Linked DNA regions of Bombyx mori: region 2 is linked to region 1. A link is a contact called in public Hi-C data. All regions are on one chromosome and are shown on one strand. The core of a region is the stretch at or near the end of the contact, and the rest is flanking DNA. Distances in the headings are between cores, read along the strand shown.

What was found. Hi-C and Micro-C count contacts between places; a contact is called where the count stands out from the background.
Region 2: a contact with region 1 is called in a Hi-C map of midgut, with 1.6 times the contacts expected there. The contact joins two enhancer-like sites. A contact is called at or near these places in 6 of 7 Hi-C or Micro-C datasets (middle silk gland, midgut, posterior silk gland and 2 more).

Annotation. Positions count from the first base shown.
Region 1 is chr22:2,705,685-2,710,705 of ASM3026992v2, forward strand. The region is part of intron 2 of LOC101741761 (four and a half LIM domains protein 2); the gene reads left to right. Among protein-coding and RNA genes, the nearest start is that of LOC110384971, 11 kb to the left of the region's middle. Within about 2 kb of position 3,322, at least 3 of the 8 cell types and tissues checked have open chromatin away from gene starts, as enhancers often do.
Region 2 is chr22:2,755,343-2,760,371 of ASM3026992v2, forward strand. It overlaps LOC101741761 (four and a half LIM domains protein 2), which reads left to right. Exons shown (of 10, transcript XM_062674867.1): 3 at 696-843; 4 at 981-1,197; 5 at 1,279-1,382; 6 at 1,510-1,653. Among protein-coding and RNA genes, the nearest start is that of LOC134200941, 10 kb to the right of the region's middle. Within about 2 kb of position 1,474, at least 8 of the 8 cell types and tissues checked have open chromatin away from gene starts, as enhancers often do.

The DNA.
Region 1 (5,021 bases), core at 2,072-4,571:
TTATTTTCTCTACTATTCGCGAAACGCGAAGAAAATTCTAAAAATTATTAACTTAAAAAAAAACATCAATACATAATTTTATAATTAGTTTTACGTTTTTATCTCCCGTTTTTTAATCTAATTATATCATATCATATTTCGTTATTAGTTTTGATTTTGTGTACGATTCGCGAAAACCAAACAAAAATTTTACAAATTACAACAACAAGTTACTACAACTTAAAAATAAAACGAACTTATCATTCTAATTGATACGTATGTAATCTTTTAATCTTGCTCAATCCACGAAGTAGGGTAACGCGGTATACTGCTAACGAAACAGTTACAGCGCGTGATGGTGGTCGATGAGGAAATCCAAGAACATAGTTTTGTTTTCATTAAAAACGGTTTAATCTTGTAGCGATGCGTCGAATAATCTAGAACATGCAGAATCGGCAAAGAATGTGCACAGCTGACACAAAACAATCAAAAGGCTCGGACAGTTAATTTATTTAAAAATATGCCTCAGTTTAGCAATTTGAAACGCTATAAAAATTAAAAAGGCATTAAAATCGCAATAGCTTCGTTATCAATTCCGGATGCCGTTTGATCATTAAGAAGAATCGACAAGAAACTTATAGGTTGCCATTTTGGCGTTTACAAATAATTATGCATAAATACATTATGACTATAATTAGTAGAAACGGCTTTGCTGAGCACTACTTTATAATGATCTAGGATTGCTGCGTGCACACAATTTAAAATCCAAAGTTCAAACACAAGTTTGTTGACAGATTGATTTCGCGTTCCATTCTTCAGGCCTCCGTGGCAATAAAACGAAGAATTCGAAACGTTTTAAGCCTGAACATGCTATTCAACGGAGTCAATGCAGCTATTATTCGCGGTATATATCCTGCTCTGGTTAGCGTGTGATGTGAGAGAGAAGACGTATGGAAATGGTAGTGCAAGGTAGAGGGGGAAGAGGTAGACCGAAGGAGACATGGAGTGAGTGTTGAGCTGACGACTGATAAAAGGGAATGAAAGAGAAAAATTAGCTGTGCCGACCCCACCTAGTCGGATAAGGTGAAGAAAAAGAAGACCATATATTCTGCTCTCAAAGGAGTTTGCTAATCGAGCACTGCTTTGATGTTATCCGCATTAAATATTTGTTCGTTGTTCTGTATAAGCGAAAAATGTATTCGCCAAACCTTACCATCTTTGTAACACGCTTCTATGAGCTTATGTAAGTTCGCGTGTAACGAAATCTTTAAACGTCATTTTCACCTCAAGACTTTTCATTAACTTGCAAAATTTTAACACGCATAAAGTACTGATGACAACACAATAATTTTACAATTTCCTGTATCGATAGGATAAAAATAAATAAAATTAATTGCTAGTTCGGTTTGCTATTTAAGCGTCTTTTTTTTATTAGTTATTGTAAATGCATTAATGAGTTGAAGATTTTCTCTGAATACGTTTTTTACATTAAACTCTGTTGTCACACGAATTTAGACCTTATAAAAAATTGAATACAGTGTTGCCATTCCTGTTTATTCTCATATATATTTCAAAAATCACTATCATTTTCTTTCGGACCCTCAAAGCGAAACGCGATCTCTTCACATAGACTTTTGCTTTGCTTTTTGCAACATCCTATATTCCCAATCATAAAAATCGATTATTATTAGCAACACCTAATTATCCGTATAATAAAAAATCTAGAAAAAAGAACAGCGATACTTAAACCACCCGAAAATATTCTATAGCACCCATTTTGTTGTGTAAAGCATAATAAACCAGTGCAATAAAGTTTAACGATATCATTAATTAGTTGTGTAGTGCACGTTAAAGAAAGCCGTGACCTCATCGCTGCTTTACGAGTTGTAAATTAGGAAGTTCGAATCCGTGCAGGGATTCCTTCTAATTTAAAATATTGCAATAATAAGTGCCCAGTTGTTAAGTATGATTTTGATGGTAGTTAATACGAATTTACTTCGCCCGAAAGATAAGCTGATGAGATCGAAACAACAGACGGAGAGATCAGGGTTAGTGTGGCGTATGATCAAACAAATCGGAGTTAATTTTAAAATGCGTACACATAAAGAGAACTTAAGAATAAAAGTAATTAAATCAATAAGATTATATCAAAATACAAACGCAATGTATTCTATATTATGACTACATTAATTACATACAGTGAACCGGAATTTAATTGGTTAAATTGATTATTGTAATATATAATATAATCATTAAATAATTTAGGTAATTTAGAAACGGCCTAAAAGGTCATAATACACACCTACTTCCATCACAGACCAGACAGATGTATCCAATTGTTCGATTGTAAATTAATAGAAGTAAATTTTCGCATGTTTTTACTTAACAGGTTTTATTTTTCGTCTATAATAATAAAAATATATATACCAGAAGAGCCTTCCCAATATGTAGATTAAAGACGAGAATCTAAACCAATATATAAATAACCCATGTTTAATAAAAAAAAGGAAACATGTCCTTTAAGCCGTGCATTTAAATTAATTAGAACAAATCCTATATTTATTTACGTCAGTGAAAACATATATGAGACCCCGGAAATCTCGTTTTACGCCACAACCTTGCCAGTTGGATACTGCCGTAATCAAACAGCTGCGTTCTCTCAAACGAATCCAAAGAACGCGCATCGTTGTCTAGACAATGAAAAATCTGGTCAAGATCGACCATAAATTTATTATAATTATATCGCATAAATGTATTGTGGATGTAGTTGCAATTAATAATTTATAGTAGAATATTTTTAACCTATTTTGAAGTTAACGGTACAACCATAGACAACAAATAACATTTTTATTAGGCTGTACAATATTCATGGCGACGCGTTACTCTTTAGTTGTCTGTGACCACGAAAACTAAAAAATAATAGAAACGTCGAAAAAATGAAATGAAAATTACAAACAACAGATTAAACCGTAAAAGTTTTAACTGCATAGATAATATTTCTGTTACAATAGAAAATACTAACTGTATTGCTTGTATCCCACTAATAAATTGTTCAACTTTTATTATTACTTGTACTAAATAGAAAACGTTTGCTTTCTAATGCTAGATTAGGTGTTTTCACCAAAATGCCTTTTTCTATCACGATTCACGACCTAAAATGCGTAATGCGTATAATAATTGCGTCTTTGATGTCCATTCTCTTTGCACAAGTAAGCCAATAAGCAAACATTGGGAGTCTAAATTAAACTAACATAATTTTAACCCCACTGTAAAGCAAATACATATCAATAACAAGTTATAACTCCCAGCTATGTGACATTGAAATGAGTCAGACTTTCTCAGCTGACTCAGCCGTATGTTTTGCTTCAGATGAACGTTAAGGCATTCCGTGATCGCATTGGAAATTGTTGGAATATCTACGGCTTGAATTGTTATCGTACGTTGTTTGTCTTCGTCACGAAAGGAATTCCTTTCTTCGGTTATATTGACGTTCGCTTGACAGGTGCGTCTGTGATACTTTTTTTAATGGCGGCGGCGCGGCGTTTCTTTTCACTCAAACGTCAAATTTTGAGGTTATATTTTGAAGTGATTCAAACGCGCGCTTGTCAAGATAAAAGATTACTGAAATGTTCTTAAACATTTCAATTCTCTCGAAATCATGTGTCTGTATGTATGCTTGTTCTGCTTAATAGTTTACGTCTTATAATATACATGCCAGATTTTAAGTATAATGGTATGTTAGTAATACAACTTCTTCTAATCTCTATCTTCAAATAAGAAGAAAGATGGAAGATATTACAATATATCGTTGTAAATTAGGAGTTCGTTCGTTGAACTTTATTTACATTTGCATCTTCCGGCTATCATTGGATTGCAAAATAAGCACAGGAAATGGCTATGAGTAATATTGTTATCTTAATGGTGGTAATTGTATTATTGTAAGCCCGTAAGGGTCAGATCATTAGCAGGCCTCCTCTTGGCGTGAAGCAATCAGGTTTTCCTGTTCGTAGGATAAGGAGAATCCGTTCTCAATGGTCAGAATGGACCGCACTCCCAATAGGGTAGGGAACTGCCTATTATATCACCATTCGTGTGAGTTTCGGCAATGAAAAAATAGTGGCAACAGTAAAACAGTCACTGCAGATCTGGATAACAGGCCAGATTATATATTACATGACATAATATAATATAATTATAATAATATGCGACATCATATGTATAATATACGACCATATGCACGTTAAACTAAATTAATCTTCAATTCTCAAATTAAGTACCTATTCATTTTGGTACATAATAACTCAAGTCTTGTTGTCCAAAACACAATGAGCCCGAGGTCGTATTAATTCGAACATCGATCACGTTACCTTAGGTTTTGACATTTGAAGGATCTAATCGCTTTCATACGCAAATGAAATCATCACAAAGCTGACCAGGCTTTCTGGTGGATATTTTTACTGGTTATAGGGTGTCTTGTGGGACCGCAAAGCAGTAATGCATTTGGTTTTGAAGGTTGGGGCAGTGGTGGTACTACAAAAATGGAGATTTAGAACTCATATCTCAACTCATATCTTTTTTACTGGTGGTAGCACGTCTTGTGAGTCCGTACAGGTACCACCACCCTGCCTATTTCTGTCGTGAAGCAGTAATGCGTTTCGGTTTGAAGGGCGGGGCAGCCGTTGTATTATTAAAAGTGAGACCTTACAACTCATGTCTCAAGGTGGGTGGCGGCATTAAGTTGTAGATGTCTATGGGCTCAGGTAACCACTTAACATCAGGTGGGCCGTAAGCTCGTTCAGTCATCAGAGCAATAAATAAATAAATATGGGTCGCAGCATTTTCGTTCTTGATGTCTACAGGCTCTGGTAACCACTTCACAACATGTGAGCCCCGTCAGATCATACCACGGAATAGATAAATAAGGTGGATCGTACAACCATCTGAGCAAAAAAAATAATTGAATTTTCACCTAAAAGTATTTTTAAAGGGAATGCGCTATGATTATGAATGAGGTAATAAAAGTCAACGGGAATATTAAAGTC
Region 2 (5,029 bases), core at 224-2,723, 48 kb after region 1:
TTAAGTGCGGATAGATATATGACAAAGGGAAAATCTTCCACCGCGCGGGTGATATTGCTCGGTAGACCGACGGTCCGAATGTTGTTGTTCGGAACTTGTATGCATATGCTTATGTGCGCGCTTATGTTGAAAATGTCGTAAGCGAGATTCAGGCATCTGTCAAATATCTTCTATTGTATGATGGTCGCCTGCTACATATGAGTCGTCTATTATCAAAGGTGGCAATCTGTGCATTTGGACAAAATTTTTTTATTGATATGTCAATACAGATTGATTTGAATATAATCGTCTCCTTCAAAGAATACGGTTCAAAACCTGCATTAAATAAAGGTTAATACTTAACCTGTTATTTATCTAAGATGTCGTTCAGAAGAGTTTTGTGACTGCCAATGGAATACAAAGTCAATAATTCGTTTTTCTAATTTACCAATAATTGTCCAAAAGTCACATTGCCGGCTTTGATAATAGTCGACTCATATGTAATAAGAAGGTTTTTGCAAAGCAAAATTTTATCCACACCAGAATTGGATCATAGTTGAATGTATTTGATATTCCTTATTTAAATGTGTTTTTAAATATTACATCCGTTTTGTATAAGTATTAACTGAAGTATTTAGCGGCAGCTAAAACACTGCCTGCCTAGATAATGTTAAATTAATTACATTATTAACATAAAGTGTTTCTGTTGTTAACAGAAAGACCTGCAAGTCATGCGGGTGTGATCGATTGAAGCATTCGGTGTACCATGAAGAACTGGGCTCGGTTCGAGACCGACTCGGACTCCGCGACTCTAGAGTCAACCATCACTCCTATGACAGTCCGCCCGGACTCACCGCTAAGCAGGTAAATGAACACTAAATACTGTACAGCGACATCTTGTGACAAGTAGTAGAACCATAAATAGGTTAGACCTAAATTCTCAACATTGACGACGATTATGAATTCGGAATACCTAATCAATTTTTTTTTTCGTATCTTAGACCGAGCTGTACTGGCAGTCGCTCGCTGAGCGTACTCCTACTAGTACAGGTGGCGCCACTGGTCAGGCGGCGTGGCGTGCTTGGCGTACTAGGGCCTTAGCTTCCCAATTACCAAAGCAGGATCTTACATTGGATCATTGCAAGCACATCGACGAAGGCCACCGCAAGCAATATGAAGATTTCGTCGCCGCCAGGAATGAAATTGCTCTTGATATCGGTACCAAAATATCATTTAAGCATCTCCATCTATTGTCAAGTAGTCTACTTACTATTCTAAAATATTGAATTACGTTTTTAGGTATCGCTAGTCAACATCATGGATCTCCGCTGGAATGCATTGGCTGCAATAAGTCGATCAGAAGCGGCAGCATTACTATTCTTGCACCTAGAATAGGAGAAGACGTAAGTAAATTCAAACTTTCATGTAATCAAAATTAAAAATGTATTACAAACCTAAATCAAATCGTGTTTTTCACTGTCGCCGCTAGATGGCGCGAATTTAAAGATTATTATCTGGGTTTTGTTGCAGGCGTTTTTCCACCCGGCGTGCTTTTCTTGCTCGGAATGCGATGAATTGCTAGTCGAACTAGCTTATTGCAATTTAGACGGACGATTGTACTGCGTTCGACACTACTCCGAGAAGTTGAAGCCTCGGTGTCATGCTTGCGATGAGGTAAGTCGAGACAGCTAGATGAGGTCGCATGTCGCGCACTTATTGTAGTTAAAGTAGTATTGTGAACCAACATAGATAGGCACCTGCTGATTTCTGCCTCAAATTAGTCATATATTTTGCAAGGAGAGCCAACAGAATCGAGACTCCGACCTCATGTTTTATGATGGTTGATGATGTTCACTTTGTGTTGTCTATGTATAATAATTTAATAAAACTGCACCAATGTATTCCTACATATGAGTCGTCTATTATCAAAGGTGGCAATCTGTACATTTGGACAAATTTTTTTTATTGATATGTCAATACAGATTTATTTGAATATAATCGTCTCCTTCAAAGAATACGGTTCAAAAGCTGCATTAAATAAAGGTTAATAGTTAACCTGTTATTTATCTAAGATGTCGTTCCGAAGAGTTTTGTGACTGCCAATGGAATACAAAGTCAATAATTCGTTTTTCTGATTTACCAATCATTGTCCAAAAGTCAGATTGCCGCCTTTGATAATAGTCGACTCATATATAGTTAAAATCTTATATAGCCCGTTAGCTTAAACGTTTATTTGTACTTATATTCGGAAAGTACACACATGAAACTAGAGCCAAAAGATTATGACTGACTTCAACATTAAAAGATAATGTTTATTATATTTATTTATGTATTTCATATATAATTATACATGCCGCCATTATTATACTAGCATTCTATGAATAAATATGTAAAGGCATTACAATTACTAACTACTTTCTCCTGTTTGTCCTTTTTTGGTATCTATTAAGTAGCTTTAATATTACCATATATTTTTTTTAAAGTTTTTTTTCTCTTGTAAATCAGAAACAAAATCTATTTTGTTTCAGACACTAAATCAGTAATACAGTTTTAGTGATTATACGAACACTGGTTTATTTAAACAGTTCATTTAGGAACTGCATACAAACGAGACCGCGTAAAACGGCCAATTGTAGACTGTAAGTTTTAGTTAAGATAATCCTGTTTATTTCGATCGCGGGACATTCACGCGTTTGTAGGATAGGACACCTGTTATAACCCACTGAGTTTCTCGCCAGATCTTCTTAAACTGTCGCGATTCCGATCCGGTAGTAGATTCAGCTATTTTTCCCTACCTATTCGTTGGTAGCATAAGGTGCAATTTCAGCTACGCCCGGACGGGTCAGTGAGCTCACGGGCTCAACCTGAGAGAATTTGCTAACACTAGCCCTAGCAAGAGCAGTACTCTGCAGAATCTACCACCGAATCGGAATCGCGACCCACTGAAAAGATCCGGCGTGAAACTCAGTGGGCTGTGTCTTTGGGTTAGTTCACTCGTCGAACTCTTCGTCGTAATCGACGAGTTCGATGAGGAAAGACTAAGGAAAGGACTACTCTTGTTAGGGCTAGTGTTAGCAAAGTCTCTAAGCTCGAGCCCAGCAATTAGATGAATAGCTACTTTTGGCTAACAGTAGTTAGGTAGGGAAAAAAATCACCTGCTATACAATACAATTTAGATTTAGATCCCGGAATTGATGTTGCGATGTCTATATGCTTCGTCAATCACTTTAGACCAGGCGGTTCATACATATATTTATTATAGACAAAACTTTCGTAAATGCAACCACTCACAAAAACGTTTTTAATATTATTATCGAGATAGGTCTTGTCTCTGTCTTTAAGCTTGAAGACCTGCAATAAAATAGATTATTTCGACCACGCAAATAGGAGAGTGAACAGTGAAGGTAGTTAATAACCGTGTCGCTGCGAGATATTTCACTAGTTTTGGAACGATTCCAATTAAAAACCATAAGCTTCTAGATTGAGCGACTAATTATTATATTAGGTGTGTGGGTTAATTATATTAACATTTTTAACGTAATATAGAGTATTCTTTTTTACTGATGGTAGGATCTCTTGTTAGTAGGAGTGGGTGATATAAATCGTATATAGATTCAATATCTATATATCGCAGCAATATCGTTGAATCCGATATCGCCCCGCACGAAATCTATATATCGATATCAGCCGATACACGATATTGCTCGATGTGATGCGCATCGGCATATCGTACCGATTCGTTAATATCAGCAATATTCGTTTGGTTCGTATCGAACCGGCCAGAGTGAGTGAGCGCACGATAGGGATATCGTGTGATGAATGAAACAGAAACAGGCATTATCCATACAATTGTAAACCTTATATTTAAGTCCATATGTCTGTAGATTATTCTTAGCGTATCAGCAGGATACAATTAAGGAAAGAAGTTTCAACTTTCGACCCTAACTTGAATGCAGTATAACCTATTTGCATCGTTGAATTTAATTTCACGCGCTTTGACCTTGAACTAGAATTTTTGGACAAGTGTTTATAAATACTTAAAAGTTTTTTGTGTTTGATTTTTAAAGTACACATTTTTCTATTTTTAGTTGAATCCAAATAATTGAGTTTATTTCTTGTGTTTGTATTAAACTTTTGAAATCTACACTCTTTTGGTATATTTTGTAATTTTAAATTAAGACACAAAATACTAATAACTGAAAATAATGTAGCCAGTCCTAAGCCTGGTAAAAGCATGAAGGAAAGTTTTTTTGATATTTTTATTTTCATGTTCTTTTTATTACTTTAAGATCATATTATAAACTGATATCAGAAAACCAACCGTATAACGTTGACTTAAATCTATATCTACTACGATATTATATCAGCGTATCGTTTCAAATCTCAAATATCATGAATCGAGAAAATCTACTAGCATCTATCAATATATAGATTCAGAAAATATATAGATTCAATATCCGATATTGATCCTCGATATATAGATACGATTCGATACGCGGCAAAACCGATATTACCCACTCCTACTTGTTAGTCCGCACGGCTAGGCACCACCGCTCTGTCTGTTTCTGCCGTGAAGCAGTAATGCGTTTCGGTTTGAAGGGTGGAGCAGCCGTTGTAACTATACTGAGACCTTAGAACTTATATCTCAAGATGGGTGGCGCATTTACGTTGTAGACGTCTATGGGCTCCAGTAACCACATAACACCAGGTGGGCTGTGAGTTCGTCCACCCATCTAAGCAATAAACAAAAAAAAGTCATATTTTTGAATATATTTTTGAAAGTATTTAGGAATTATATCTCTCAGAAAATTCTAAAATAGATTATATAAATTTATTTGGAAAAAATGGACATGCATTCGTGCCATATCTTCCACACTGGTAACCGTCCTGCGTCATTAATCACATGTCAAACGTTCAATCAATTTCAAAGTCTGCTCGAAAAATCCTCTTATCTCATTTGCTGTAATGGTATTGACAGCATCAGTCGTGATCACGTTCAGCCACGACTAGCTGAATTTTTACGATCCGTCTCCACCGACGTTATCCTGAC